2 separate regions of the Lactuca sativa genome follow, and region 1 is linked to region 2. Evidence: chromatin contacts called from public Hi-C data. All regions are on one chromosome and are shown on one strand. The core of a region is the stretch at or near the end of the contact, and the rest is flanking DNA. Distances in the headings are between cores, read along the strand shown. Region 1 holds the start of LOC111888653 (bZIP transcription factor 12). Region 2 holds the start of LOC111888660 (fasciclin-like arabinogalactan protein 19).

Region 1 (7,524 bases), core at 974-3,473, 150 kb before region 2:
TTCATAGAGTAAATGGTTATAAACTCTGAAAATACACTTCTCATGCTATATTAAGCCACCTTAATAACTCTTAAAAAAGGCTATTTGAATGCTTTGGGTGGCCTTGTCTATTGGGCCTACCCAATTCCAGGGATGGTTATGTTGAGGACTTAATGTCTTGATGCCCTTCAGCTCATATTTCATAATGTTGTTTTGTTATTCCATAATCAAATATTTTACTTAACCATTAAACATGAGTATTTCAAGAAAAAAAATTACAGTTCATTTGGTTGAAAACTTAAAAGACGATTTACTCACTTGTACAAAAAGATATGAAATAAAAAACAAGATTTGTAAGTTTAGTGGATATGAAAAACATTAAGTATTAGTAGTGAAAATACATATGAATTAGTCGAGGGAGGAGGGTATATCAGCTTTTTGGCCCCTAACAAGTATGCACAAAAGATAACTTGGGTCTTTTTCCACCACTCTTTACAAATGGGTGAACCAAGAGAACAAGAACAAACCCTATGTTTTTCATTTTAATTGTAAACTTTAAAAATTAACAAATAAACCCTAATTTCACATCGAATTAGTTCTTCGAAGTACTCTTGGTGGCCTTCTCTTCTCCAAAACCGGCACCAGATTCTGCATTAGCTGTTCGTTCCACAACAAATCAATACAAAATAAAAAGGGCATTTATGTCTTTTTACACAGTCTCAAGGATTCATCATCAAAATTTGATATTTGGGTCAAATTTACTAACTTTTTTGAGATTGCATTTCATAATATGGTATTGAGGGTCTTCTCATTTGGGTGACAGTTGAGCTACCAACAAGAGCATTCAAAAGGGGGTTTTGAATAAATACATGAGAATGATAAAGATAATTAGCTAACTATCAAAATCATCACTGTTTTTTTTCTGAAAAGAAAGAATCTTGAATTGATTTAAAAGGAATCACGATGATGAGTGTGAAAGTAAGTTTTGGTAGGTTTACAGGTTTATAAGGTGTGAAACTAACCTGTTTAAGCCTCTCCTTGTTCAGTTCATCCTGCAAGTAGATTTATCATTCAGAATCTATGAGGAAGATGGTCGATGGATAATCAGAAAGTGTGTATCGAATTTCACATAAAATTATACCACTTCTTTTAACAATTTTGCATGTTCTTCTTCCAATTGAGTTACCAGAGCTTCTAATTCGACTGTGTAAGCCTGGAATTTGTGGATAGATTTCAAAACAAAACACTAATACTAGAAAGGAAAAATTAATTTAGTAGATTAACGAAAAAACTAACCTGCTTTCGCTCCCTGGACCTTGCAGCCGATTCTCTGTTCTTGATCATCCTTCTCTGTTTCTGCTGCGTTGCCTTGTCAACCGGCGGATCTTCCACCACAACCTTCCTCTTACCTCTCCCACCGCCGCTTGTTCCCGCACTTGTACCAATCGCACTCCCAAATTGCATGTGTTGCTGAGGCATGACTTGAAAAGAAGCCCCAGCTCCGGCACCGGCACCGGCACCGCCACATATAATCGGATCAACAACTCCAGGATATTCCGAAATGACCGCCGAGGCAGATACCGGCGGCAATTTCACTACATCCTCCTCCCTAACAGCTCCGGCCTTCGTCAGAAAATCCTCTAGAGTCATCTCTGGATCACCGACACTTCCATCCACGATCTCCTTTAACCTTTCATCCATCGTCTTTCCACCACCAGCACCGGCGGGAAAACTACCCGGCGCCTGACGCGAATCCTCGTAAATGTTCTTAAGGAGATCGTCCATATTCATTGAAATTAAATTGCTGTTGTGATCGGTGAGACCGAATGCTTGATGACGTTGTAGATCCTGATTCGCCGGCGATGATGATGCCATCACCTTCGACGACGCCATACAAATAATTCAACCAATTCAATCGAAAAAAACTAAATCAAATCTTCAGGGGTTTATAGTAGGAATAGAGGAATCAGTTGGAAGAGAAGAGTGGAGAGGGTGAAAAGGAGTACGACCGAGAGACTCGCCGGCAGTTCGGAAGTTATACAAATACAGAAACCATTTTTAGAGAGAGAAGGAAACGGAGAGAGAGAAAAATCGACTGTATGGACGGTTATGTCCTCGTTCGGCGGGAGTTAAAGACGCAAATAGTGAGGGTACTTTTGTCATTATCGAACATGTAAGAAAGCCGGCAGGGGATGGTCACGGGTAGATGCGTGTCCAAATTTTCTTTCTATGATTCTATAAAAAGAAAAAAAGAAAAATAGTTTGCTGGATTATTTTTTCTTTTAATTTAATTTACGTTTTTTTCGAAAAGCAATTTCCTTTTTTTCGAAAAGCAATTTCATTAAAACCAGACAAAGACAAATCAGTTTCCAACAATTAATTTCAAGAAATAGCCAAACATTAGTAAAATTATCCAAATGATCAAAGGATTTTTATCTGCTCATCACATGTGAAAATGTTGGTTGGTAATTTTTTATCAGATTTTTATAGATGGGAAATCTGGGTTTTAGCAAATGTATAGGTATGAAAATCTAAGCCATATGTGAAAATTTCATAGTTTGATTTTTCTAAAGTAAATGTATATTGTCATGTCAAGTAGACTACGAAAAGATAAACCTCATTCTGTCGGCCCACTGCTCATAGTATTCAGGAATGAGTATTGGAATCTTCGTAGATGATCCAAGCAAGTGTGAGAAACTCGACATTGTGTTCATGTTAAAGTTCGTCATTATTGTACGGACAAATGAGATTTTTTAATTAAATAGAGATCTGAAAGGAGAATCAAATAGAAATTGACCAATAATCACTCGATTTAACCAACAGAATGCAAAATCAAAACAAAACAATCAATTAAAACAAGTTTTCTGATTGGTAAACTTTGAATCAGAAAGAGCGATTCAAAAAATATGAAAAACACAAGAAAACAAAACTGATTGAATGAAACGTGCTCTGATACCAGTTAATATGAGTTAGAATCGAGTAATGAATATGTAATCAGTCAAAAAATACAGATAGAATACATCGAGTAAATAAAATCTGATTGACTCATATTTTGTCTGTAAAAGGTACAAGAGTTTGAGAGTGTTTTACAAACTTGAGAGCACAAAAGTTACTCTCGATCCTCATACTTACCCGATTTATAGGGTGTTACTGTGACAACCGGATATTTTTCAAACCAATGTAACATTCAAAAAGTCAAATATAATGAACTATTTAGAATCAATGAAATCAGCGTAAAAAATGAAGTCTTCTAAAATCTAAATTGGGATGCATAAAGTGTTAGATATCGTGCCAAGGTTTCCAAAAATATAAAGAACACTCAAATCCGAGTTATAATAAAGAAGTTATGACCAATCGAAAATCCACGACACACCTAGTAAAACACTAATAAGCGTAAAAAGTGAAACTTCAATAAAATAATTTTTATCCTTAGGCACCTAAATGAAAGTCGTAGATTACGTTAAACCGTGAGCATGCATAAAAAGAAACGCCCAAATCTGACTTTGTATGAATAAGTTACGATTTTTCTAAGTTTCGGAACAGTGGTAGACAGCTAAAAACTCGGAATAAAGATCGAGCGATTTGTTAACCGATGCAACCTAAACAAGAATTAAAGGTCTCTACAATAGTAGTACAATGGTAAAAAGACAGACGAAAACGGACATCGGGTAAAGAAGTTATGGATTTTTAACGAAATTATCCTGTCCCGGCCTATTTAAAATAAAATATTAAAAGTCAAAATTAGCCGACGAAGTCTAAATGAAAGTTGTAGAGTATGTTCTCACCTACGCGCGGATATAAAGAACGTCAAAAACGAAGCTCATATGCGAAGTTATGCATTTTTGAAGTTTTTGGCACGCATTACAAAGCTTATCCGAAGGAGTACGCCCAACGTACTTCGGAGTACGACCAGCGTACGAGATGCATGGACTCGGATCGGCCACATCGCCCCTACCACTCTACGGCCATCCCATCCGAAGACCAGGGACTGTGACGCCATCGCTGACGTATGCCCCGAGTACGTAGGTACGCCCAACGTACGAGGTATGCCCCACGTACTTCAGTGTACGCCCAGCGTACGAGGGCAGTTTTCCCCACCTATAAATACCATTCGAGACCTCCGACTTTCCTTAACCATTTCTCTCTTCTCTCTCACTTTTACTTCCCATTTAGCATCCCGAGACGACCCCGACACCCCGGTTTCATACGTCAGCCCCGACGAAGGTCCGAAGCCCCGAGATTCCCGAGAATCTCGCCACTTTCCGGTTGAAGTGTCGCCCGAGAAAAATCTTGTTTTCTTCGAATCGTCACACTTTCCAAGTGAATTCATATCCTTACTTTCTTTTCACGTCTTTTCATGTTTTAGGGGGGAAATACAAGTGCAATACGAGAAAAACTTATCGTTTTATACAGATCCAAATACACCACCTACATTTTTATAAATGTTAAATAACTTCGATAACAACATTATAACTTACTTATAAAGTTAGTATTACATCGAGTTTTTATCACCAAATGGTACACACTTTCAGAAAAACTATAATGGGTATAGTTTACAAGTTATTCATTACATCTTTACATAAACATTGTGAAAATGAAATACTTTCATCTACATGAAACATAGACTTTTCTTTTCATAAATCTATTAATACTAAGTGTTGTGAGACATTTAGCTTCAACGTACTCTCAAGTATGCATTTCAAGCCCTGTATTATAAATCATAATCTCTTGGTGGGAGAGCGTGGTACTTATGTATAGATCTATACGGGACTGACAATCCCACACCTGAATTGTTAGCTACAGTAAGACCGGCAGGTCTGGGGTGACAAACGTCATAACACTACAACGCCTGAAGAACGTTGTTACAAGCAGTCTGGGTCAATAGCATGGTTATAAAACTCACACGAAAGTATTAAAATAAGTTTGATTTATGAGACTCTTGAATGCATTCAGTAAATACATTATTTGAGTATAAATACACTTTCACCATTTGAGCACGAAAGATATTATTGCACTCCAGCCTTTGGAACTTTTTCAAACTATGGGCAAAAAATATTGGATTTTCTGGAAAACACGTTCAGTTATTTTTACTAAAGGACATACAAATTTCAGTACAAAAACGCTTATGAACTCGCCAACTTAATTGTTGACACTTTTTCAAAACTACTTGTATTTCTCAGGGAATCAGTAATACAGGTAACCATCAGCTTTTGGAGAATGAACGCTAAGGCATCTATTATCAAAACATTTTAAATCATCATATTTGTAATATTCTTTTGAAACATGTATTACACGCAACAATGTAAATTTTTGTTATATATATGATGGTTGTGTCTACTTTCTTTACAATATTCAACTGTTATGATACTACGTGAAGTCACCCACCCTCGAATGTTTCCGCCATTCTGGTTTGGGGGTGTGACAGATTGGTATCATAGCATTATTTATAGTGAACTAAGTATATCGAACCACATAAGATATACAAACTATAAATGCAAAGGGACCAAAAACCCTCTGACAAAACATTTTCATAAACGATACTTTTAATAAATGAAAGTGATATACATTTTTATTAATATAGCCTGATCAACTATATTTATAGCCTGATCAACTATATTTATCCTGGATGTGACCAACATATGTCGAGGAATGGTCGTAGTGAGTAACAAGTCGAAAACTTACCAAAGAAATTACTAGAATCAAACTTACAAATTTGAAATACTATAGGAGTATTTTATAGAACCATAAGAGCTATAGAAATCGTGTAAACCTCAATATTTAGTTAAAATTAGGAAATCGTCAAATAAATATTTCCTTATCAAAAATTACCTTTTTACTCCCAAGTTTTCTTACCTCTACTTCTCGACTAGACAAAATGGCAGGATTTCACATTCCCGGGGACCCTTACTATCCCAACCAAGGAAATGGAGGTTGGATTGAGGACGACCTAGAAGAGGATTCCGAAGAGGAAATTCCCGAGGAAGAACCGGAAGAGGAATCCGAAGAGGATCCTGAGGAAGACCCAGACGAAGGATCAGAAGAGGAAGGAGATGGTGGGAGCACAGACTCGGAACCTGATGTCTAGAACCCTCCCCGAGAAGCAGCAATTCCCCGACGAGACTTTCAGGGCCCGACGCCCCGCTGGGCTATGGATCTGAAGCAATGGAGCAGAGAACAAGGGCAACGCCCACCCTACGGCATGGCGCAAGGCTTTTATAACCTCAGCAACGGGGGTTCGGATGACAGAGAACTCCCTATCATGGTTCGTTGCATTGCCAACCAAGGCGAGCAAACAAGAGCAAATGTCAGCCAACTCTTGGACATTGGGGCCACCACTGTTGTCACTGCGGTACGTCTTCGTCGTCTGGACAAAGAACACGATCGGACAATAGAGAACACCTTTGCCCTTCAGAAAAACATTACTGCTGCTAGAGCCGAAGTAATGGAGTTCCGTGAGAAACAAGCCGCAATGGAGAGGCGCATCATCGAGGTTGAACGTTAGGTAGCCCGATCTAAGGCTTCCCTAGCCACCTACCGTGGTCCGCAGCGTCCTACCCGCTCGGAGTAGAACACATACTTCTGGCGCTATTATCGGCTAAGTGTTGGTGTCACCTTTTCTTGTATAAATGTAAACACGACGGATTGTGAGTACACAATTCGGAGGCCGGAATGCTTTCAAATTTTCCCATTTTCATTGATGTACCCTAGACCTATAAAAGGTCAAATTTTCCTGATCATTGTATCATATACTAATATCAATGAAATTGACACGCATTTACTACTTCCTTGAGCATCCCATTAATTCTTAAAAGAATCATATGCTTGTTTTCTTTTGGAAGTTTCCGTTAACATGCAAAAACTAGAAATGTTCAGAACTAAAATTTATAAACCTTCCATAATCATTTCAAATGACTTATCAAGTATGCGTCTCTTAACTTGTGGCAGAATCATGCCACTAAGAAGAAATCCCCGACGTTTCAATACAAACGAAGCACCAGCACCACCTCCACCACCCCCTCCATCGATGGATGTTGCTACCTTTCAAGCTGCTGTAACAGCCGCCGTAATCGCAGCAATGGCACAAATAAGTAACAACGGATTAGGAGGAGGGATAAACAGCTCTACAAATGGTCAAAACCAAGGTCGTTCCGGGGAATGTACCTATAAGGACTTCTCCAACAGAAAACCCATCCCCTTTAATGGAACTGGGGGAGTGATGGCTCTATCCCAATGGATAGAGAAAACGGAAGCTGTGTTCGAGATATGCTCATGCCCCGAAGAAAGAAAAGTAAAATTTTCCGCCTGTACTTTCTCCGAGCGAGCCCTAACATGGTGGAATGGCCATGTCATGTCACTAACTCTGGTGGTGGTAAAATCCATGGGTTGGGAGAACCTGAAACGGATGCTACTACGAGAGTACTGCCTAAGGGGCGAGATTCAGAAGCTCGAGCAGGAGCTTTGGGGCCTTACGATGGTAGGCTCGGACATCACAAGCTATACAAATAGATTCAGTGACTTGACAATACTTTGCCCATGAATGATGGT
Region 2 (7,287 bases), core at 3,367-5,866:
ATATATATATATATATATATATATATATATATATATATATATATGTTATTATGTGATTGTGGTGTTGGATCTAGTCAAAAAGTCCTTAAAACCGAGATTTACATTAGGTTGTATGAAACAAGTATAAATCATATTATTACACACAAATCATTTCTAGAAAAATAACCAAGTTGGTTAATATGAACATTTTTGGGCTAAAAACCCATTTTTGGGCTCAAAATGTTGAAAATATAAATTCAAAGGGCCCAAAATGACAAAATGCAAACTCTGATGGTTGAGATGAGTCAAAACAGTTTCAAAAATGTATTTTCTGGAAATTTACTCTTTTGAAGGATTAAAATGTGAATTTTTAAGCATAATGGGCCAAAAATGAATTTTTCGGCCCAATAAAGCCCAAATTGCGAGATTTTCAAATTTGAAGGGCTGAAACTGTACTTTTCTGTAAAACAGGAGACTACTAGTGCTCCAAGTCCATTTCAAGGGTTAAAAATACTTTTCATATTTAAAAGGGACCAAAGATACAAAAAATTTCTATTTTGGGCCAAAAGTGTAAAAATTGCGAAAATAGAGGTTTCAGTCGAGAAAACTTCATTCTAAGGGACTAAAACTGTTTTTCAAATAAATTTGAGCTGAAAAATACCTTTTCAACAAGTTTTGATACTAAAGTGTCAAGAAAAATGGTTTAAGGACTAAAATGGAAATTCTTTTATACAAAGGGTCAAAAGTGTAAATTTATCCAAAAGAAAGGGGCTGCAAAAAGTAAAATTCTAATGTTTTAAACAATAAATCCGTCATGATGAAATACTAGTACCACGACTACTGACGAAACATAATACACCTTCAACACCAAAAATCGTTACCAAACGAATTGATTCGGTCTCCAATCAATAATGAATCAAAAATATATACACGACGATACTACAATACACACGCTGAAATTACGGGAAGTCAATACACACGCGGGAATTCACCAGACGTCGATACACCATCTTTGGGCCCGAAAGTTTCAAATCGTGCTTGTTGGGCCTAGCTAGCCCAATGACATGATCTTTAGGCCCGAAGGAAACTCGCTTACATGTTGTTGGGTCTTATATGACCTAATTCCATGTAAAAGGACTTTCAATGGCTTTTGTGCTGTTGGGTCCCAAGGGTCTTTTGGTACTGCTAGCAAAGTCGAGAATTCACAAATGCGAGTCGGGCCAAGGGTCTTTCGCATTCACGATAGCCTTGAACGACTTATGGAAATAGCGGGGGCTTCGCACCCTCTTTTCTCCTCGGTTGTGGGGCTATGAGAAGTTAGGGTGGTTGGATTAAGTGAATAGTACGGACGACGCCTAAGGGTTCGTTTGTATAGTTGTAAACTAGTCGTTTTCATTAATGCGTGTTTATAACAATTCACAATCCATAATTAATCCAATGTCACCTGGAATTATCGAATACACACGTCACAACGGTATAACAAAATACAAAACGCGTAATTCAAAGTATTAGGAAAACATCGGGTTTTCCTAGGGTTTTCAATTCATACACCTACAAGACGCATACTAAGTCTAACAATTTTTTTTTTACATTTATAGAAACAAACAAGCATACTTACGGATCTTCACACTTTTTACACGATACTCTTTTCAGAAAATATCGGATTTTCTGGTGGTTTTCAAAACAATACAAAACATTATATTTCAAACATTACTTATGAACTCACCAACATTTCATATGTTGACGTTTTTCAAAATACTTGTATTCTCAGGTAACAGGTAAATCGAAAGGAAAAATATACTCAGTGATGTCTTGTTGTTTGTTTAACTAGTATCGAACAATCTACTTTTTGGGAATGTAATGTTATGAAACAATGTACTAAATGTAAACACTACCAGTTGTACTATTTCAATGCATGGTGATGAATGATGTTATGTTTCATGTATATTCACTGTGATGGTATTCAATTGAGTCACAACAGCCCTCAGACGTTTCCGTCGTCTGGTTCGGGGGTGTGACAATTCCATATGTTGACGTTTTCAAAATAACTTGTATTCTCAGGTAACAGGTAAGCTGAACAGTAATACCAAGTATGTTAGGGTGTTATGCTTTGAAAACTTTCAAACAATTTATGCTATGGATATGTAATATTTAAACAATGTACTTGATATGAACAATGTCAGTTGTAATGTATTAATGCATGGTGAAGTTTATGTTATGTTTCATGTATATTCATTGTGATGATATTTAATTTGATTCACGCGATCCCTCGGACATTTCCGCCGTCTAGTTTGGGGGTGTGACAACTTCTTAATACTCACCCAAAACCTTAACATGCTCCAAAATTTTGGCATTGGTATCTGTATCGAACTGGATTGTTCCTATTACTTGGGGTTATTTCACAAACTCTCTTTGCAACAATTTCACTTTTTATTCCTATCACTTGGTATCTGTATCGGATTGGATTGTTCTATCAGACTGGATTGTTCCTATTACTTGGTATCTGTATCAGACTGAATTGTTCCTATCGGACTGGATTTTTCCCTTTTGCACTTTATTATTCTTAAAAGGAAGTCATAAATGGAAAAGTGAAACGACCGACATCTCCACTCTATTGATTTATTTTTGCAATAGCTATAAAAATGAACAAACATAGAACATAAAGTGATGTTAAGCCGAAAATTGAGCAACGACAATACCAATTATAGTCGCGGAAGGCGAAAAATGGACAAGAGAACAACGGAGACAGCATGAGAACAACAACGAGTCCAAGAACGATGGTAATTTCGATACCAACTGCAAGGAAGAAATTAGAGCTTCTTGAACAACAAGTTCTAGGACAGTTTCACCGATGAAGAGAGTGTAAGCTAATTATAAGAGGATTAAGTTTTTGTTATCTTTAAAAACAAAAATACAATTAATTGGTAAATAAGTTTGAAAGTACCACTAACCCGTAAATATTTTAGAAAAACAGATTATTCTGTTTATAAACTTGTAGTAATAACATGTCAAAACACAATAAATTAAATTTATTGACAACTTTTTTTTATATTCATTTCTAGAGGGGATAATGACTTGAAAGGGTAAGAAACTTTCGATTTTGTTCACATTTAGTCACTAAACTTTTTTTCATTATATATTTGCCACTGAACTATTGAAACTGTTCATATTTTACCCTTATAACCGGTAAAAACTGGTCATAAGGGTAAAATGTGAACAATTTCAATAATTCAGTGGCAAATATATAATGAGAAAAAGTTTAGTGACTAAATGTGAACAAAGTCTAAAGTTCATTTCCCTCTAAAAAAATTCAATGATGTTTAAATGTGAACAAACTTACTCTTGCATTATGTTTTTGCAAATTATTTATTTTTGTTAAATTCTAGCAACATTTGTTGATGAAGAAATATATAAAATAAAAAAACATAACCCCAAAAAATATATTTAAAAAAACGAAAAGCCAAAACCGAAATAAAAAAAACCAATGGTTTGGTATTTTTCAAAATAAAAAATCAGAAATTTCAATCTAATTTTGGTTTAACAAAAAAAATGAACCATTCTCACCCATAGCTATTAAGAAATTGTGTTTCATGGTCAGAAATTACGTTGTATCCGAAGAAAAGAAAAATAGAAACCTTATTTTTTAAAATAGTTATTTAAATATGAATTGTTTTTTTCTAAAACTTTTTTAAATTATGAGTGACTTTTTTGAAAGAAAAAAGAATAGTGTCATTTTAATTATTGAATATTTAGCTATTTCTTTCTCAAAAATAATATTTTGTAAAGGTAATATGGTTGGGGTGGTTTGGGCGCAACACTTCATAAAACATGTTAACGGTTTTACTTAATTCCATATGTCTAATTAAATAATCATAAATTTCAATAACTATTCAAACATTTTAAGAAAATGCAATCTCAAATATAAATCAATTGTCCAGATAAATTAAAAATGTCTAAATTCTAAACAACTTGACTTTCATTTTTTATATCCTTTTTAATAGTAATATATTAATATGATGTATGTCAATACATGAAGTATAACAATATATATAATGTATCAATATACGTATGTATTTTTTATAAACAATGTATATGGCTTAGTGTAGATCAATTTATATGTTGCATAATTTTATAACACAAAATTCATATATATAATATTAAGATAATTTTTATACATATAATATTAAATAGTTTTATATCATAAAACTTATAACATAAAATGTTGGTTTCGTTTTTTGATTTTTATACCTTTTGCGGGGTTTTGTTTTTTTTTTTTTTTTCATAGATTTATTCATCAACAAATGTTGTTAAAATTTAACAACAATACATAATTTGTTAAACCATAATATAAGAGGAAAGTTTGTTTACATTTGGTTATTGAACTTTTTTTAGAGGAAAACGAACTTTCAATTTTGTTCACATTTAATCATTAAACTTTTTTTCATTATTTATTTGTCACTGAATTATTGAAACTTTTCACATTTGACCCTTATGACCGGTTGTTACCGGTCATAAGGGTAAAATGTAAACAGTTTCAATAGTTCAGTGACAAAAGAAAAATGAAAAACAATTTAATGACTAAATATAAACAAAATCAAAAGTTTATTACCATTTTAAGTCATTATCCCTTTACTGTATATGATTTTATTACGCAGTTTGTTCGGATATTCTGTACATAAGGTTTTAGAAAGCGGGTCAAACCAATGGCAGGTATTGTAAATAACATGTCATTCACACCGACTTTGGGACTTCCGTAAGTTCAGTTGCAACAGAAAAAGGAAGATCCCGCCAAAATCAATCATCTCGCGAACAACAGTGTTCTCTTTCTCCTCCGGCAACAATGGCATCATCTACTTCCGGCATCTCAACCTTCGTGATCATCCCTCTCCTTATCATACCAATAGCCATCATCAACATCGCCATCGTTAGCGCCGTCCGTGAAGGCGAACTTAACGTCGTGTTTGGAGTATTGAGAGGCAGAGGCTACCATCTCTTCGCCAACGCCATCGCCACTTCCGACATCCACTACGATATCAAATCCAACGGCAACTTCACCTTATTTGCACCGATCAATTCGGCTCTGTTTGCTATTGACATGACCATGGCGGCGTCAAATTACGTTGAGGCTCTCCGATACCACGTCGTCCCCCGCCGTATGTCGATCTCCGATCTGTTAAGCCTTCCGCCTGGTGAGAATTACATTCCTACGCTCATGCCTGGTCAGAATATTCTCGTCGAGCAGCGCCGGGATCCGAGATCGTTGATTACAGTCGGAGGTGTTGATATCGTTGTTCCTGGTATGTTCTATGGTAGAGACATTGCTGTACATGGATTAGATGGCATTCTCGAGTTCAGACCTCATACAAGAAGTTCACTTCCGAATGTAACAGCCGCATCGTTGTCGGATCTCTCCGGTAACATGAGTTTGCAATCGCCGGACGCTGATTTGCCACCTCCTAGCTCCTCTACACAGGACCTTCCTCCTCCTCTTGATTATAATCCAATCGGAAATCTCACGTTTCAGTTTCCGGAGGACGTGCAGTCTCCTCCTTCCGATTCTTCTTCCGATTTATCCCCAACGACCGACGGAATTGCTAGCCCTAATCAGTCGCCGAGTGATTCCACGTATCTTGAGGAACACGTGTCAAGAGCAAAGCTATTAGAGTTGACTTCTGCTGTCGCCGACGACGACCTTTCATCGGCCACCGAACAGACCAGTAACCGTCTACAGAAATTTACTCCGGCGGATGATGAGACCGTCGACTGTTGGCTGGCTGATAACGGTGTTGATCCGAAGAATGCTGCAATCCATGCGCGAAAGCTCTATATCGCATCTGACATGATTTGTGCACAGAAATAAGGCTAAAACATCTGGTAATTTTTACTGCTATTAGTGTATGTTTCATATTTTCTTTGAATTAGGATATGTTTCTTCTGAATCCTACTGAAAATCATTCTTCAATAAAAATATATTTTTGTTCTGTTGAAATTGCTATATTTCCAGTAGACCTCGTGTTTGATTTTTCTGTGATTAATTGATGGAAACTGCACTAACAAACGACATGAAATTACTAAAAGCATTTTAAATAAGAATTATTTTGGTACAAGACTAGGGACTTGTTCTATTTTTTTCGATAAGTATTTATCTAAATGAAACATATTTGTTTGGAAGAATGTCTTATATGAGCATATGTTTTCTGTTTTAGTTGGAGTTAAATAAAAAGTGATTGTATGTTTGACAAATCTCTGATATATAAATTTTTAGATGATGAAAAATAACAAATTTATCAACAAAACTCAAGTACAATAAGAATAGGGTAACAAAGAGGTAGAAGTGTAGATAGTCACACATCCACAAGGTAAAAGACAATGTTTTCATAAATGAGCTCCAACATAAAAGCATCCCCAATAGGTGACTTTTAAGAGTTTTTTTTTTTTTTAATAGTTATTTCATGACAAAAAGTACTTAATAGATGAGTTATTTTTTAAATAGCTTGCTAATTAACAAGATATTATCATGAGATTTTTCAAACATTTGTCCTCACCGTGCATGTTTTGGCAAACCATAAATGACCAATCGTATAATTTCAACTAACGCAAACTATAACACTTTAGTTCTAAAGGGTCGATTTCTATTTTTTAAGTGCTAGTGTTATTCGTGGTTAAAAACAAAAACGAAGCAAATTTCTGGAAGCATTTCTGTAACTTGGAATTTACAGTGGGCCTATTTTCTCTATTAATATAATTTCAGTCTCGCTTTTTCCTTTTCCAGATTCAATACCAAGACTCGTAAATATCTTATCTAACACTATTTATGTAACTTGGGATCAAATAGCATAATGGGGTGATATGATAATCAATTCATGCACCCAAAAAAAAATCACAATTAAATAAAATATCATTTTAGTTGTTAGTCATCCATGCCACCACCATCATCATCCCCTCCACCAGCATCATCCGCATAATCATCATCTGGTAAACCTTGATCAGGTTCAATTGGATCATAAAGAGCATCATTTTCCATGTCATCTAACCCTGTTCCCTCTGCTACAGCCTCCACTTTTAACATGGATTCCAAGCTAGCTTCAGTCAAGAACTCTGTGTATGGCTTAGAAACCTGAACACAAAACAATTTAATGAGAAAATCTTCATTTCTTGGAAATTTGGAAAAAAATAATAGCAATAAGAAAAAAGTCAAAAACCAACCTTAAAGAGACAATTTCTCTCCTCTGCACTTGTAATCAGATTTTTCCAGTGCTCGTCTTGTTTTAGTGCTTCAGCCGACCCAACCACCTAACAAAACCAAAA

What was found. Hi-C and Micro-C count contacts between places; a contact is called where the count stands out from the background.
Region 1: a contact with region 2 is called in a Hi-C map of leaf, with 6 times the contacts expected there. The contact joins the promoter of LOC111888653 here to the promoter of LOC111888660 in region 2. A contact is called at or near these places in 2 of 4 Hi-C or Micro-C datasets (both in leaf).

The regions. Positions count from the first base shown.
Region 1 is chr7:142,184,034-142,191,557 of Lsat_Salinas_v11, reverse strand. It overlaps LOC111888653 (bZIP transcription factor 12), which reads right to left and starts at 2,223. Exons shown (of 5, transcript XM_023884784.3): 1 at 1,276-2,223; 2 at 1,121-1,192; 3 at 1,002-1,031; 4 at 746-807; 5 at 313-636. The coding sequence starts at 1,872. The coding sequence ends at 763.
Region 2 is chr7:142,032,177-142,039,463 of Lsat_Salinas_v11, reverse strand. LOC111888660 (fasciclin-like arabinogalactan protein 19) reads left to right here and starts at 4,616. Exons shown (of 1, transcript XM_023884791.3): 1 at 4,616-5,960. The coding sequence starts at 4,820. The coding sequence ends at 5,839. It overlaps LOC111888654 (probable helicase MAGATAMA 3), which reads right to left. Exons shown (of 19, transcript XM_023884785.3): 18 at 7,186-7,272; 19 at 6,642-7,096. The coding sequence ends at 6,890.